Linked DNA regions of Drosophila melanogaster: region 1 is linked to region 2. Evidence: chromatin contacts called from public targeted proximity ligation data. All regions are on one chromosome and are shown on one strand. The core of a region is the stretch at or near the end of the contact, and the rest is flanking DNA. Distances in the headings are between cores, read along the strand shown. Region 1 holds the start of fng (fringe). Region 2 holds the start of Rcd2 (Reduction in Cnn dots 2).

Region 1 (2,700 bases), core at 181-2,680, 410 kb before region 2:
GCTAAGCTTTTGTATTTAAAGGGCTCAGTCTTAAATAATCTAAAACATTAAACTATTAAGGGTTGGATAGATTTTTCAGCTGACACAAGGCGATAAAAGTTTACATTTTTATGCTGTTCTCTTACCGAATTAAATACGAATTCACTATTTTCTTGCAGTGCTCCGCCGACTCTGCTTAATGCAATTCAGGCGAAAGGCGCACAAAGGGACAGCGAACAAGATGCCGAGTTGCTGATTGTGCGGGCAGCGCAGTCGACGCGGGCAGAGGTGTCCGCAAAAGCTTTTGTCGCCGCCACAAACATGGAATATGACAAGCTGGTGAGGAGTAGGATGGGATTCGGATTGGGATGGAATGGGATCGAGCTGAATGGGCTGAGAGCAGCAAGAGGAGGAGGAACGGGAAGATACTGCTGGATGGTGCCTGGCATGCAAAGCATTGTCAAGTGGGGAGCAGGCCAAGTGCTACACAAAAACCGAGCGACAAAGAAACGTCGCAGAACGCTGCCGACGCACGTGAGATGTGGATGCATTTGATGCACGGAGCGAGAAAGGGATGTAGAAATTAGTAGTTTGAAATTATTGTAAAAGAATTCTTCTGTTTGTATTTTTTAGTTAAATTAATTACTTATCCATAAATACACTGTCTAACTATTTCTAAGCCACTTAAAGGTATAATATAATCTGAAAAGACCTCTCTATTTGAAATAAAATTTCAATGGTAAATAGAGGAGCGGCTCTTGAATGTTTAAATAAAGTTTAATGCTTGCACTTTTTGTTCCAAGTGCATGATTTAAGAGTGTGTAGGCTTCCCTGTGTGGGCAGGGTAGGGAAGCCAGGCGAAAGAGCGATGGAGAGAGCGAGAGACAATGGCGACAATAAAAATGCGATCGCACAACATGCTCCACAGATAAGTTAACGCAAAGTGACAACGTACAACTTTTAATGGAATTGTCGTCGCCGACGGTGGGCGGTGGGGCGTGGCAGGGTAGTCAGGAGGGGAGTGGGGGTATATATGACATAGCCAAGAAGTCACCGCATTTGGAGCGCTGCCAAGTCAGTTGAACTATGTTTACTTTAAGGATACGGCCGCCACCTGGAAAAGGGACCTTCAAAGGCTGCCTTACACGATTCCGAATCCCCGATTCCGATCAGAAGTGGGCTGAGTGGGGGTCGACACACGAGCACATGAAAATTGCCTTCGGCAGCTACTGTGGCACAAGCTAAAGAGAGAGGATGAGAGCGAGCGCGATCGAAGAGAGAGCGCCAGCTGCTCCCATTGGAGCAGCTAACGTTTCCAATTGGACCAGCTCAAAGGGAATTCTCTCTCTCTCTTTCTCTCTCGCTACTCTCACCGCTTACTGGTCTTTCTGGTTTTTGTTTTGTTTACGATTTTCGCTGGAAGAAGAGAAGAGTAGATCGCGCTACCACAATCAGTTGCTTTTCAAGCTTGCCACAAGCAAGACGTCAGTGCGCGCGTGCTGCGATATCGAAATCGAAATAAACTTAAAAGATATCGTAATTTCAGAAATCGAGCAGAATTCATACGATCCAGGAAAAGAACCAGCTAATATTGGAATATAAAACCTACCCAGTGATCAAATCGGCGGTGCTTCAATGTGCGCGTAGTGGTCCGTAACCGTATGATGAGCCTGACTGTGCTCTCGCCACCGCAACGTTTTAAGCGAATCCTGCAAGCCATGATGTTAGCCGTCGCCGTCGTCTATATGACCCTACTGCTCTACCAGAGCGCCTACGGATATCCGGGCATCCAAGTGAGTTGCGAGTTCGAGTGGGCGACATAATCCAGCTTGCGTGGGTGTTGTTAGCGCTGCGAAACTGTCAAACGTGTGTGCTCCGCACTGATCTGCATAAGTTGCAAAGCTGCAAAGGCCAGGCAATTTGCATTATCCCCCTTTGATTCCGATCCCGATCGACGTCGACTCGTGCACTTTCATAAATCAACGCCGGCGACTTGAGTTTTGCAGCTGCGGCTTTGGCCGTTAAAAAAACCTTTTACGCCCTTGCCTTGCATATAAAACAGTTTCGGTGCTTGGCTTTTTGCGCTTTTATACCCTAATAGGGGGTATCATAATTGAACACAAATTTCGGCGAGGAAGCGTTTTAAAAGGATATACCCTACGATTGGTGATTGGATGGGGATCGGTATCACGGGGAATTCATTTGGAACTAAGGACTTGATTGCTTTAGAAATTGTGCAGAAGTTTATGTAGAGGTAGTGCCTAGCTTAGTGGTTTGTTTCAAAAATGGAAATATGATCCTGAATTTATTTGTTTTTTTTTTTTACAATTAAGCTTATATTTGATTGATTTAAGGACAAGAGAATGTAATTCTGTTAAAGTTGATGTTCAAAGATCGGCTCGCATTATCGAGACATTATTAAAATCCTAAAATCATACCATTAGGCACTTGGAATATATTTTTGAAAATCACCAATACTTTCCAATTCCCACAAGAGTATTCCCAGTTTCGATTACCGAAGATCCAGTCAACCGTTCCTGAATTTCTTGGTTTGCCGTCGGCAGAGCGTCGCCAAAGCTTTCAGTTGCCTGATTCCAGGGCCTGTCAGGGTTCTGAGCCCTGTCTGCTCTGCCCATTTATTATTGTTCTCTTCTTACTCTTGATTTTTGCATAAATTTTTGTGTAATAAAATATTGTGTGCTAATATTACCAAGGTGTGCG
Region 2 (2,700 bases), core at 149-2,648:
CATTTTATCAATTTATCCCAAAAGCGTGCTGCATATATTTAGTGCCATGCTCAGAGTTGCCAGATCAGACAAAAAAGGTGATTTCCCTCTTCTGGTTACTGTGTTTAGTAACAGCTTATCAGCATTTCACATTATGTTAAATAAACGAAGAGAAAAATCACAGTTATGTATTTAAAAAGGGACAAAATAATGCAAATATTTTCAAAATTTTAAAAAATTTGTTTCTTAATCAATATTGTAGGCTCAATTAAGTTTGGCAATCTTTAAACTTAAGCCAGTTAAACAGACTAACTTTACAAACTAACTATATAAAACCTAGATACTTTATTTTGTTAGGTTTTGTTTCGTTTACAACGCAAATGGTTTACAAAACCTACCGGAACAGCTTTAAAATACTATTAAGTGGTGCTTATACTGGAGACGGGTCACTGCGCAAACGCAAGTTGTATCGAAGTGTACTCAGTGTACTCATATGATAAACCGCACGACTATCACATCAATGTGCGCAACCATCGCTTCGTAAACAGCATATGATGACGAACTTTTTGAAATTTAAGTGGCATTTGAACTTGGCGGGCTTTTTTCTTTCAAACTAGAAGTGATTTAAGCTATACGGCAGCCCAACGGCAGATCGCCATTTAAAATGCTATGTAAGGTACTTGATACTTGGTAAGCCTGCCATTCTTGTGCGAGAAGTAGCGTAGCAGTAGCCGCGCACCCTTCCTAGCTACCACTCAAATGTCTAATTGATTTTTAACGAAAATGCCAGAAACAAAATTAAGTAATTTTTTCAATCCGGTTGCTTAGCAGCTCTGTTAATTAACAGTGCAGCTTATCAGCATTTTACAGCTATAAGTCGTTAATCGATATAACATCGCACGAAATAATCGATAGGTCACAACGAACGTATAAGCATTATCGCGTATACGCACTATAAACAAACAATTTTACCTTTATTAAGCATACGAACAGTGGTACAAGGATTCAAAATTCTGAGTGCAAATAAAATAAATTGTTTTTCTACAACAAATTTGATGATATTATTTAGCTTTTTAAACATAACCGAATAATAAAGCAATGTTTAATATGTATTGGAGCAAGTGAATGAATGTAGGAGGCATAGGCAATATAAATATAAGTAACTATGCTTATATTCCATTAACAAGTAAAATTAGTACGTATACGAAAATATAGATCAGTCTGATTAAATAAAGTAAACGCTTCGCCCATTGTAATTACGCATTTAGCCAGATTTATTTGCCCAACCGTACACAAGTAAAAACAAGCAAGATCGGAGAATGGCAAAGAGAAAATCGCGCTGAGTGCCGAAAAAAGAGAGCGAAAGGCAAAAAGAGAGCGAGAAACGTAAATAAAAATGTTCAATTGGCAAACAACTCCTTAGTTTGCTGGAAACCTCCACTGTAATCGGTTGTGTGCTGTGCTCTAGTGAAAAATCCCGAAACCTCACATATTTATCACCTTAAAAGCGGCGTCTCAAACAAAACACAAATACGCAGCACTGCGAAAAAGACCAGCATCGGGGCTAAATCAAAAATAAAAACAACTAAGAAACAACTAAAAAACAAGAGACCAAATGGACAGACAGGCGGTCAATTGAAAACAAATAGTACAATGAAGTTTTATTTTTGGATCAGTTAGACTCTCGACAAGTAAAGTAAAGGTAATGCCAATCGAGTCCAAAATATATTCATACTCGTAATATGCGTAGGCCAAGCGACCTAATTTCGGCGCTAAGTGTTTCACCTGGCTTTATGCCTATTTTGTTATGTTTCTCGCTATCTCGATCATTTGGTTTGGTTTCTACTTTTGGCATTATTTTTAATGGTCACTGTGAAAAATATGTGCTGCAAATGCTAAAGATGGAATTTCATTCGCTGCTTCCTTTTTAAAAGCCGAGTAAACCGCGGGCTCCGCTTTAGCTCTTTGTCCAATAACATTTGAGGGCGAATCGGTCAAATGCACTTTCAGATATGCACGTGTCGGCGGACATTTTGTTTTGGCCACCACTTCACTGGCTTGCAAAAACATAAATAGTCTATAAATATCTGTGATGCATCTTGTATTGTCGATAAACTTCGATAAAAGTAATAAGCTGCAAATAAATGGCCAAACTGCAACATAGTAAAAACTTGATCGGAAACGTATACGTTTCCCAGCCATTGGAAAATGCTGAAACGCTGAAATACAGGAAAACCCCATAAGCGCCCATTCAGCAATATACTTTTGGCCCAAACTGTGTGCGACTTTTAGTACGTACAGTATGTGTGTGTGGTATCAAAACGAAGAGTTATCAGGCAATCATATGGCATATGTTATAACACACTTATCGTGCGAATCGAAGAAAACAAAGCAGGTAGCGTGTTTGAGCGGTAATCAGAGTGTACTTGGCAACTTGGTTACAACTGCGTGGTAAGAGTGGTAAGAGCCTTCAAATCTCAGACAGGAGACAGAAAAACGGAAGATTAGATAAAAGTGCATTTCAGGAACAAAGTGCGATGGGTTACGCTGCAAGTGGTTGAGGTAGAAATGATGCAATTTCAGACTTAGGTAAAATATAAATTGCGAAGGTATGGGTTATGCAAATAAGATTAGATACATATATAAGATGAGAACGCATTTTAAGACAAATAAAAGGGGAATCCGAGTCTAAATATTATGCAGTTTACTTTACGTGCATCG

The links.
Region 1: a contact with region 2 is called in a targeted proximity ligation map of the Kc167 cell line, with 6 times the contacts expected there. A contact is called at or near these places in 1 of 107 Hi-C or Micro-C datasets (the Kc167 cell line) and 2 of 7 datasets of targeted methods (both in the Kc167 cell line).

The regions. Positions count from the first base shown.
Region 1 is chr3L:20,948,242-20,950,941 of dm6, reverse strand. It overlaps fng (fringe), which reads left to right and starts at 1,430. Exons shown (of 7, transcript NM_079467.3): 1 at 1,430-1,772. The coding sequence starts at 1,641. It overlaps lncRNA:CR45243 (long non-coding RNA:CR45243), which reads left to right and starts at 159. Exons shown (of 1, transcript NR_125030.1): 1 at 159-583.
Region 2 is chr3L:20,539,115-20,541,814 of dm6, reverse strand. It overlaps Rcd2 (Reduction in Cnn dots 2), which reads left to right and starts at 1,398. Exons shown (of 3, transcript NM_140987.3): 1 at 1,398-1,681.